Linked DNA regions of Mus musculus: region 2 is linked to region 1. A link is a contact called in public promoter capture Hi-C data. All regions are on one chromosome and are shown on one strand. The core of a region is the stretch at or near the end of the contact, and the rest is flanking DNA. Distances in the headings are between cores, read along the strand shown. Region 1 holds the start of Etfa (electron transferring flavoprotein, alpha polypeptide). Region 2 holds the start of Stoml1 (stomatin-like 1).

Evidence for each region. Promoter capture Hi-C pulls out the DNA fragments that hold promoters and counts their contacts.
Region 2: a contact with region 1 is called in a promoter capture Hi-C map of erythroid cells, with 47 times the contacts expected there. The contact joins the promoter of Stoml1 here to the promoter of Etfa in region 1. A contact is called at or near these places in 2 of 39 promoter capture datasets (erythroid cells and liver).

The regions. Positions count from the first base shown.
Region 1 is chr9:55,509,150-55,515,119 of GRCm38.p6, forward strand. Etfa (electron transferring flavoprotein, alpha polypeptide) reads right to left here and starts at 3,094. Exons shown (of 12, transcript NM_145615.4): 1 at 2,882-3,094. The coding sequence starts at 2,920.
Region 2 is chr9:58,250,578-58,256,547 of GRCm38.p6, forward strand. Stoml1 (stomatin-like 1) reads left to right here and starts at 2,587. Exons shown (of 7, transcript NM_026942.3): 1 at 2,587-2,822; 2 at 4,357-4,463. The coding sequence starts at 2,690.

The DNA of each region.
Region 1 (5,970 bases), core at 1,844-4,343:
CTAGCTGTATAACTTGGTAGACATGCCTTCACTGATGGGTGTCCTAACAGAGTGACTATACTACCAATATTTGATACACAGAGACAGGAGGATTACTATAAGTCTTAGGCCAGCCAAGTCTAGACAAGACCTTATCTCCAAAAGACAAAATAAACAAAAGCACCTTCGTTCAGATGACTTTGAAGATTTCCTCCAGAAGGACATTGCTCAGTGACACAGATCAGCTGAAACTGGAATGGCTTGGGTAGTAAAAATGTCATTAGTAAAAACATGTCTTGGGTCTGTTTGTTTGTTTGTTTGTTTTTTAAAGAAATCATAGCTACAGAGGTTTTGGGGTTGGTTGTTTGTTTTTAATTTAAGAGTACAAGCTGGAGAGAGCGCTCAGTGGATAAAGCACTTGCCCAGCCGAGTGTGAGGAAAAAAGTTTGAATCTTCAGAACCCATGTTTTTTCTTTTTTTTTTTTTTTTTAAAGCAGATCTATTGGCTGCCTGAAATCCCTGACTTAAGGGCAACTTCAACAGCTAGAATACTCAACTCCTGCATGCTTCACACACTCATACACACACCTGCACCTACACACTGCAAACACAAATACATCACAAACATAAACATGCAAAAAAAAAAAAAAAAGAGCAGAGATTTGAGATAAACCATTTTGGCTTTATAGCATCGTCTGTTATTTCTCAATCATGTGTTAAAACTAGTATGTGAAAGTCTGTGAGAACCAGCTTTACAGAGTCTCACTCTATCTTTGGGGTTAGTTACAAATTACACAGAGGGTATTTACTTAACATTGGGGAAACCTGGCAAACAATTTATTACCTAAGTAACCTAAGTTAAGATCTTTACTAGTGGGACATACAGTGTTGTGTGCCACCTCATACAATGCACTGAGAGCCCAAATCACTTCTGAGATTCCTGACAACAATATAGGATACACAGGATGCAGTCATGAGGGAAATGTCAGGCAGACATAAATTGGGTGACAGTCTACAAAACACAAGGCCTACACAAGGCCTGTGCCCCATAAAAATGCCAATGTCAAATTGAAAGGCTGAGGAACTTTTCTAATAAAGACTAAATCAGCATGAAAACCAGAGGAACTGGGCTACCTCGGGTATGTGTTCGTGCTGTCAATCAGTGATTTGTCTGTTTTTGTTGTACTATAATGGGTGTACACTGAGAGATGAAACATGTGTCAACTGTTAACGCACTGTGAAATTCGAGGAAGGGTTCTGGGAAATGGTGAGGTTGGGGTTTTTTGGTGTTTTTTTTTTTTTTTTTTTTGGCCACTTTTCTGTAAACTTGTAATTACTTTAAATTTTAAGAAGATAGAATATGTGTGTGTGGGTCTATTTGAGTATATTCACACCATTTGTTTCGTGCTTGCAGTTCAAATCTTTTTTTGTTTGTTTGTTTGGTTGGTTTTTTTTTGTTGTTGTTGTTGTTTTTTTTCGAGACAGGGTTTCTCTGTGTATCCCTGGCTGTCCTGGAACTCACTCTGTAGACCAGGCTGGCCTCAAACTCAGAAATCCGCCTGCCTCTGCCTCCCGAGTACTGGGATTAAAGGCATGTGCCACCACGCCCGGCTGCATTCAAATCTTAAAAAAAATATTAATGACTTTAGAGACAGTACTCTACTACCCTTGACTTCTAATTTTAAAAATAGGCCAAGGTCACAATTCTTGGCAAATCACAACAAAGGTTTGGCAATGCTGCCTATGTATAAATACTGGGTACTTGGACTTTCCCCCGACTAGTTCTACAAAATCACCAAATTCTAAATTCTCCTTACCACAATTAGGCCGAGCATAAAACCTATGCACAAAATTGCTTCGCAAGTTCTGTATAGATCTTCAAGTCAGGTACTGCTGCTTGGAAACCGCCCCTCCCCCCCAAAAGCCATGGCCTTCACTTGCTTACTGATTCTTTTATTATAGAAAGGAGGTTAAAAAAATCTCGTGGGAGAAAGATGGGCTAGGATCCTGAACGATGTGTTTTAACTTTTTTTTTAACAAGGAGTGGCAACATTCAAAGTGGGGGGGGGGGAGTCTTCAAACTTCCAAGAAGCCCATAAGTTGTATCCCAGACAGAAAAAAATCTCAGTGGTGATTGGGGTAAAAGGCACTAAAATAAAAAGTACGTATAAAAGTTACAAAACGTCTGCATAACTTGCAGGCCAAGGCTGCTGATATTGCTTCTCTAGCAATCTTAATGTAAATTAGAAAAATCTACAAGCTCCTTAAATTATTGCCTTGGAACTGGTCAGCCTTCAACTGCTATTCCCTTACAGCACCCCGACAAGAAAGAAAAAAAAAGTTTTGTTTTGTTTTTTCAAGTCCTCGAAAAACAGACAAATGGTAAACTTTGTCACCACGGAAAAAGTCCCCACTACCAAGTTTCCAAGGCTACTGAGGCAACATCAGTCTGCGACTTCTCAGGACTGGATCCCAGGCGGGTACGTCCCAGCCCCTCCTCCACTCAGCCCGGTCTCACCAGCCCAGCCGCAGAGCACTCCGCCCCTGCCCTTGGCAGTGGGCGTCCAGGGCAGCCACAGGAGGCCTAGGTTTCGAACTCTTCCCCAAGAGGTTCCGCGGCGGCATCTGGCCCCTTTGGGGGGACGCAGCTCCCCTCCAGGCGAGAGAACCTAGTAGCCCCAGAGTGCCCCGCGAGAGTCAGGGCCGTGGGAACCCGGGTTGGGGCAGCGTGACCCGGAAGAGGTCAAGGGCGAAGGCTCCAGAACTTTGACCCGCGTCCCGGGCACTGCACCGACTGTCTACGCGGACGGTGGGAGTCGAGGGAGCCCGTGACCTTCGCCTGACAGGGTCAGCAGGCTGCGGCTCGGACGTCACCTGCTCGGCCCTCCCTGTCCGGACTCACCGCCCGCCGGAGCTGCCCAGGCGCCGCTGCTCGAAACATTGTCTCTGTTCTAGTCAGCCCCGCAGTACCCTCAGCCTCAGAGACCCGGAGCGCGCGGGAACCACCGCCGCCGCCACCGCCGCCGCCTCCTCTACCAGAGACCCGAACGCTCGCGAGATGCGAGCACGAGAGCTGACAGCTTAGTCCTGGACTGCGGGGGCTCGCGCTTCCCGGGAGCCCATTGGGCAGCCACGCAGCCAATGAGGAAAGCGGAAAGTTAGAGGCGGGACTTGGGAGTAGGGCAAAGGTAAGGGTGTGCGCCGAGACGCTGGCATGCGCGCCACGCCCTCCAGTTGCTTGGCTCTGTTCCCTGACGGTCTCGGACTTTCGTTGGTAACGTTGTCTGGACTAACTGCCCTGTTGTACGCAGCTTTCTTTCCACCCGCGAAGGGAACCCCCTCACTCCAGTCCTTTTCCACTCTCATTTACGCCCAGTGTCAGCGCTGCACGTGTAATGTGCCAACCAAATAGTCGCAGGTGAGGAGAATTGTAAACGTGCATTAATTAGGTGTCAGTCCTGGGGACCTTAGGAGACTCAAAACAAAACAAAACAAAAAGTTATTAATAAATAATATAAATAATTTATTTGCTACTTCCTGGGAAGGGTCTATTGAGTTGGCGATATTTGAGCTGGATTCTAGAAGGAAATGGAGATCGTACAAACTACACAGAAGGAGGCAGAATGGGATGGAGATGAACCACCCCAGCAGCCTAGGGCCAGGTTTGAGGTCCACCCAGATCTTCTCCATACTCTTCTCTGCCCTTAGTCAGACTCACTTCTATCCTCTGGCATCAGTGCCTGTGGCTGTTAAAATCTCTCTTGCTCTTTGGACCGACCAATCTACCTGCCTTCTGGGCTGCTCAGGATGTCCCAGAACTCAAGCCCTCTCAGGAGTGAATTGCACCTTTAAGAGCTAGCCCACAATAGTATTTCTTCACAATAATCTCTAGTCCCCTACAGTGAATATTTCTCTTCTTTACTCTCTTAGTTTTGTGAACCGAGTGAGAACCCATCTTATACAAGACCACGCTTGTGGAGGACTGGGACTGTGCCCACCTAAGCTGTTCGTGGGAGGGACAACTAGTATTCTGTTTACCATCACTTTCTTCTTCCAATAGAACTACCCCACTAGACTCAAATCTAAGTCCTATTGAAAAAAGAAAGAAGAGTAAGTAAAAATCAAAAGGAGTATTTTTATTTAAAAAATTTTTTAAATGAGATATGAACTACCTCCTTCCTGCCTCCATGATAAGGCAAAACACCAAAGAGGAGAGAATCCTCCCTCCTGCCATGAGATGTCTCGGGCACATCCTAGGCTCCAGCGAAGCAGCAGCAGCCATGCCCTGTAGAGGCACAGTGCCCACAGGGCATGATGGTTATGGGCAGAGCAGAGCCGGTACAAAGTAAAACACAGAAAATGGCCCAGATCTGTAACAAATCACCATACTCATTTGGAAGACAGAAGAGTGTCCTTGAAGAACTTCTGGAGGGAGGGTACAATTAGATATGTTTCTACATTTACATGTATGTCAAGTACCAGACAAATGTGCGTCTGAAGGACTGATGTTATGAAAGTGTTCCCTCTAGGTGTTTGGATGCTCTTCTTTCCCACTGAGTTATAGACATTTTGGAGGCAGAAGATGGTTTCTATTAGCTAGCCTATATATGGCTGCTTGCTATTTGTAGAAATAATTGTACAAAGAACAAAAGAAGGGGGAGAATTGCCTTCAGCTAGTCCTTGAAGTCTGACTCACTTAGGCACAGCTCCTCCAGGACTCCTGGTGGGACGGACAGTCTGCAGCTCTGGCTGCTCTTTGTCTCTTCTCTATGCTAGGATCCCCACTGAACTTGAGCTCAGCCGGTGCCTTGAGGACTGAGGACACGAGTCTCTGGCCACCAGGCCTTTCTCAAGCCAGGGTTGCCGAGCTGCATCCAGTGCCTCTTAGATCACTATTGGTCAAGATGGTAGCTTTCCTTCCTGCACACAAGTGCCCAGAGCTCCTAGATGATCGCTGTAGCTCAATAGGAGTAATCAGGTCCAAAAGACAGTCAGGACAAATGGCTAACGTGGTACCCGTTAGCATGCCAAAGTGTCTGCTGGCCTGCAGACTCACTCGGTAACTGTGGCCCCTCTCAGCCCTTCTCATCCGACTCTGTCCCCTAAACTTCTTCAGCTCATGGGCTTCTCTTCCTCCCACTTCTCATTCCTATATGGCACTGCCATTTAGCACCAGGTGTATCAAGTAAGATGACTGCTCAGATGTACGATTGAGAAGGTTTTTATTGTAGATTGAAGGAGAGTCCTGAGCAGGGAGAGAAAGTAGACTAAACATGACCAGTAGACTGAACCAGGCCATGGGAGTGGTGGCGGGTGAGAGGAAGAGAAGACAAAAGAAGAGAAGAGAAGAGAAGAGAAGAGAAGAGAACAGAACAGAACAGAACAGAACAGAACAGAACAGAACAGAAGAGAGAAGAGAGAGCACAAAGATGGGAGAGAGAAAGAGAGAGAGAACAAATATGAGAGAGGACCAAGAGAGAGGGAACCAAACAGAACCAAAAGAGTGCCAGGAGGGTAGCAGACTGAGCTTCTTTTGGACCTGACAGTACTCTTCTTACCCCCTCCCCCAGACAGGGTTTCTCTATGTAGTCATGATTGTCCTGGAATTGGCTCTGTAGACCAGTTCTGGTCCTGAACTCAGAGATCTAAGCTCAACAGGACTCTTGCTGAGTCATCTGGTAGAAGATTTCTTTTTCAGAGACAAAGGTATCTGGTCCTGTAGAGCCCCAGGTCACAATACCATAGAAACATATTTGATTTGTGACACTTTGAAAGATGTACATCAGTCCTTATAAAGTCCTGCCTATGAGGTCTGCTGTAAGCTGGCTGAGTGAGCTAGCCCAGGCAAAGGCTGGCTGAGTGAGCTAGCCCAGGCATTGTTGTCTTGATTACTTGGTTCCTCTTCCAAGCTGAATTCTTCCATATACTCATCTTCATGCCTCTATCCTAAGCCTTCTTGTCCCTGGCTTTCCAGACCTCTAGCCTCTGCTT
Region 2 (5,970 bases), core at 1,337-3,836, 2.7 Mb after region 1:
AGGTAGACAACAGGGAGGCAAGGGGAGAGCTGGCCAGCAGTGGTGAAGAAAACAAGAGATACAAAGTTAGCTTTTTGACCAAGAAAAAGCAATCCAGAAACTAGTGGGTGAGGAAAACACACACCTGCTGACACTCTCATTGGCCAGTGCCTTTGGCTTCTAACTTCAGTCTGTTCCCACCCACTTTTCTGGCCCCTATGTGCCTATTCTCTGTTCCTATGTGAAACTGATTAAAAGGGATGGTAACAGGTTCCTGCTTTTGTAAACTTAGAGTTGTGGTGAGATGGGTTCTAAAGGGAGACCCAACATCCTGGAGACTGTGGAGGCCATACATCTAAGCTGACCAGTATCCCTTGGCCTTTAAAATTAGCCCATCAAGGGCTGGAGAGATGGCTCAGCGGTTAAGAGCACTGACTGTTCTTCCTGAGGTCCTGAGTTCAATTCCCAGCAGCCACATGGTGGCTCACAAGCATCTGTAATAGAATCTGATTCCCTCTTCTGGTGTGTCTGAAAACAGCTACAGTGTACTCATATAAATATTTTGAGTAAATATTTTAAAAAATTAGGCCAAGATCAGTTATATTGTGTACAAATATTTGTGTTTTCTTTCCTCAATTTTTTAAATTATGTGATGTAACATCTATTAATAGAATGTCAATGGTTATCATATTGAAGTCTGAGATACTAATAGAATGTTTCTAGGGGGCTGGTGAGATGGCTCAGGGGTTAAGAGCACTGACTGCTCTTCCAGAGGTCCTGAGCTCAATTCCCAGCAACCACATGGTGGCTACAACCATCTGTAATGGGATCTGATGCCCTCTTCTGGTGTGTCTGAAGACATCGACAGTGTACTCACATACATGAAATAAATTAATTAATTCAAAAAAAAAAAAAAAAGAATGTCCCTCAAGGGACATTGTCATCTACTCTAAATTTTTTGTTTGTTCGTTTGTTTTTGTTTGTTTGTTTGGTTTGGTTTGTTTGTTTTTTGTTTTTTGTTTTTTTTTTGGTTTTTCAAGACAGGGTTTCCCTGTACAGCCCTGGCTGTCCTGGAACTCACTTTGTAGACCAGCCTGGTCTTAAACTCAGAAATCTGCCTGCCTCTGCCTCCGAGTGCTGGGATTAAAGGCGTGCACCGTCACGCCTGGCATCTACTCTAAATTTGCAATGCATTTGCAGTTGTATGAGGGATAGTTTTATCTGGTTAGGTGTAATTATAACATGGTTAAATATAATGTGTTTGTAATTGTATGTCAGATAGTTATATCATGTTTAGGTATTATTATGATTTGCTTAATGTTTTCACTTGGAAATTGATAAGAAGATATGATTGTGTGTCAAGTTGGCAAGGGGTGGACTTGTATGGCAATTCTGGGTTGTCAACTTGACTACATTTGAAATTAATTAAAACCTCACTCCCGGTACCAACTCATCTTAGGGTTTTTATTGCTGTGACAAAACACCGTGAGTAAAGAGCAAGTTGGGTAGGAAAGGCTTTATTTTGCTTACATTTCCATATGGTGGTCCATCAATGAGGGAAGCCAGGACTCAAATAGGGCAGGAACCTGGATGCAGGAGCTGCTGCAAAGGCCATGGAGGATGCTGCTTACTGGCTTGTTCAGCCTGCTTTCTTAATGAACCCAGGACCAGCAGCCCAGGGTTGGCCCCACCCACAATGGAATGGGCCCTGCAACGTCAATCATAAATTAGGAAAATGCTCTTCAGGCTTGCCTACAGCACAACCATTTTCTCAATTGGAGATCCCTCTTTTCAGATTATTCTAGCTTGTGTCAAGTTGACATAAAATTAGCCAGGCTAGCAGTCATAGGCAGGGGAACTTAGAAATGAGCTATGGCAAGGATCCAGGGAGGCAAGACTGGGAAAGATTCGTCTTTTCTTGCTTTGTAAAATGGCCTCCTGCCAGCCTCCCAGCATCCTACTGGGGTATATTTTCTACCTTCATTTGGGCTTTCTGAAGCCACGGAAAGACAAAGTTACCTCAAGTGCCTGGATCAAGGAGTCTCATGTAATGCTTTGCTGCTGCTGCTGCAGCCACCACCACCACCATCCACTGCCAGGATTCCTGGGGTGTCTGCATGTGAAATTTTTCTTTTATACCAAAGTTGGGGCCTTCTGACTTCAACTTGTCCACAGTGACTTGGATCTGCCATCATTAAGCAAATAAGAACAGGACTCTGTATGGCAGGCTCTGTTTTCTTGGCTGTGGGGAAACAAACAAACAAAAAATACCAGTTTGCTGACCACACCAGAAGAAATCCTACATCTGGATAAGCACACCCATAACTCATAAGTGTGTTGAGTTTGGAGGAATGGTTTGAGGCCAAAAACATTTCTCTGCTTCTGGAGAAAACGCTCCTGCAATGCTCCTTTAAAGCCAAACTTCCTTGCCTCCTTTCCTAAGGCCAGGTAGGAGGTGGTCAGGAAGCCTCAACCTTAGAACCAAGGCCACATCCCCAAACTGTGCTCCCGCCGTTCGGTCCTCCCAGCGCAGGGGGTGCTGTGGAGCGGCAGGCATGGTGGACCCGGCCTGATTCCTGATCCTACTCAGCCACTGTTGTTAGTGACGGAGTAAAGCCGGAAGCAGTGGGAACGAGGAGGGGCGGAGCTGCCACAGGCTGGGCAGGGCAGTCTCCCAGCAGAGGATCGGGGCGTGTCCCGGTTAGAAGTCATGCTTGGAAGGTCTGGCTACCGGGCACTGCCCTTAGGGGATTTTGATCGTTTCCAGCAGTCGAGCTTCGGCTTTCTGGGTTCGCAGAAGGGCTGCTTGTCCCCAGAGCCGGGCAGCGTGGGGCCGGGGGCCGGTGAGTGGCTACCCAGCACCGCGGACAGAGGGGCACCCCAAGACCTGTACTCTCTGCCTCTAGGAGGAAGGAGAGTGAAGGGGATAGGATATGAAGTGGGTGCCAGACAAGGTGTGGGGATGCTACCACCGATTTGTTCTCCCTACGGCACCAGCTGTAGCTTTGGAAGCCGCGCAGCCCCATCTTCCCTAATCTTAGCCCATCCCGTTACTATTTCCAGGATAGCCCATCATGCATAGAAAGAAAACAGAGCCCTAGGCAGAGGGAGCCATAACCCACAAGGCATTTGTAGAGAAATGGAAAAAGAGTCGCCCTAGGGTAGCAGCGCAGGGAGCAGGAGTCTCCTGTGTCCTGGTGAAGATGCACAGAACAGAAAGCTGGGCCTGCAAGCTGCCTGGCTTGTTTGCTTTGGCTTCCTCTCTCCAAAGCCTGACTGTCCTTGGAGTATTCTGGTCCTCTGTGGTTCTCCTGTATTGACGGTGCATTGAAAGCTTTGGCAATGCTGAACGAATCCTCCATTTTCTGCCCCGTTCTTTTTTGTTGTTGTTGTTTTTGTTTGTTTGTGGTTTTTTTTTTTTTTTTTTTTTTTTTTTTTTTTTTGAGACAGGGTTTCTCTGTATAGCCCTGGCTCTCCTGGAACTCACTTTGTAGACCAGGCTGGCCTTGAACTCAGAAATCTGCCTGCCTCTGCCTCCCAAGTGCTGCGATTAAAAGCGTGCACCACCACGCCCGGCTCTTCTGCCCGGTTCTTAGGATTCCTCCTTCCCTGAAGAGGTCAGGAATTAGTTTATGACTTAGACTGTCCTGCAGGCAGGGGCTTCTTGAAGGATAGAACAGACGTCTCTTGTCACCTTCCTGTCTAGGGCTGGGGAGGAGAGAACAGATAGCAAGCTCATCCCCAGATTCTGGGCCTGTTTGCTCAACACCCATTCAGGATTCTTAGTTCTTCCTGCCAAAAGGCTTGAATTGAAGTACACTATAGATATAGATAGATAGATAGATAGATATAGATATAGATATAGATATAGTTCTTTCAGGGCATTAAAGTGGGAATAAATACTAAACTAGCACTTTAGTCCCACTGTGACTGTTACTTGTGAGCATTAGTTTTATCCTTAGTAGCTGAAGCCTTTCCTCTGTAATGACCCCTTGAAAGCATACTTGTGGTGTGGCCAGTAGAATGTGTTAACACCAGCAGTGTCCACTCCACCCAGCATGAGTGCTCTCTATTCCAGGTTTGGGTGGGCGGTACTCATTAGGCAAGGGCTTGTTGGTCCATGCTATGTCCAGCAATGAGAAATCGAATGGATCATGTTCTCAGATTCTGTGGCTCTCACCTGGGAGAGAAAAGTCTCCTGTAGGGTGTTGTACCGGTTAGTTATGGTGGAGGTCCCTAACTCGCTATGGGGAGCTTTTGGGGCAGAACACAGGCAAAACATACACATGGCCCACTGTACTCTGGGACACGGTGCCTGAAATTGTCCTGCCAGGCCCAGCTGGTGTTCTGTGGTTGCTTCTGCTCTTTTGCCCCCAGACGCGCCGGAGAGCTGGCCCTCCTGTCTCTGCCATGGCCTCGTCAGTGTCCTGGGGTTCTTGCTGCTGCTGCTCACCTTCCCCATTTCCGGCTGGTTTGCTCTGAAGGTAGGGCTGGCTGGATGCTGTGGGGGAGTGGGGAGGCACAACGAAGGTGTTGATGAGTGGATTCCCCGTATTTGGCCTCTAACTGCTATCACACCTCTAGGAAATAGGTAAGGCAAGGGTTGTTCATTTTATAATGGCTCATCCTGGTTGTCAACTTGACATGCCTGTGAAGAGGGAACTTCAACTAAGGGATTGCTCAGTCCTGTGGCCACGTCTTTGGGGGCATTTTGATTGCTTGATTAGTGTAGGAGGGCCTACCCCTACCCCCTGTGGTGCAGAGAGTTGGGCCTGAGCTAGCTGAGCAAATGCACAGATGGTGCAGGTCAGGTGGGGGGGGGGGGGATGGGGGAGGTGGGGGGTGGTGGCACTAATCATCCTTCTTGTGGTCTCTGCTTCACTTCTGCCCCCAGTTTCCTGCTTGAGTTTCTGCTTTAGTTTCTTCCCTCAGTGATAGTCTGTAACCTAGATGCCAAATAAACTCTTTTCTCCCCAGGTTTCTTTTGATCATGATGTTTCTCCCAGTAACATGAGAAACTAGGGCAGTTCCCATCCTTCAGATGGATAAACTGAAGCCCAGACTGAACCAACGGCATCTCGGGAGCCAGGAAGGAGCAGAAATTGTTTTCTAGGTCCTGGAATCTGGACATATATATTCCTTTGCAAAATCATCCTCCCTTTGGCTCAGATCCAATCAAAAGAAAAGCACCCAGCATACCCAGCAAGCATGGAATAATGAAACTCAGGTCTTGCTTTGCATAACGGTTGCTTAATAGGTAAGGGTGAAAGATACAGATGTAGTTGAACAACACATCTGACTGCTTCAGGGTAGGTGAAGCCCAAGCAGGCTTTCCCCTTTGCATAGCCCTAGGCAGTGAAGTCCCTAGAAAGCCTCTGTGTTTGTTGAGTCTAGAAAGGAGCGCTGAGGTGAAGCCAGGTCCTACCTCTACAGTGCCACTGAAGCAAATGTCCTGTAACCAGGGATGTGAGACCTGGCCCCTCTTATCAAAGCGATCCAGGGATCTGATAGTAGTGAAACCTCAGGGCATTCCTTAGAGCAGCCTAGCCTTTTCCTCAGCCAATCCAAGAGCAAACAGTTCTGTTGAATGAGTCATGTGTAGCTTCAGGCCCCAGAGGTGAAGTTTCCCTGATCAAGTCAGTACTTGTGGGGACTAAGACATGGCTGGCCCATCACTGAGCTCTGTCTTCAGATCACGCCCCTTTCACTGACGGGCAAGTCTGTCTCTGAGCTTGGTGTCTCTCATCTAAACACAGCTAAGTGTGTTAGTGTTCTTGTCACTGTGAGAGTCTAGAGAGTGAGCTTGGTCTGGCTCTCAGCTTCACGAGTGTCAGCCTTTGGTGGCTTGAGCCAGTGTGTTCCATCAGAGCATCAGAGTGGTGAGGGTATACCACAGGAAGTCCTTCACCTCATGGCAGAGGAAAAAAAAAAATAGGAAGTGGCCTGGGTTGACTTCTGGCCTACACTACACACACCCACCGAAGGGCATTT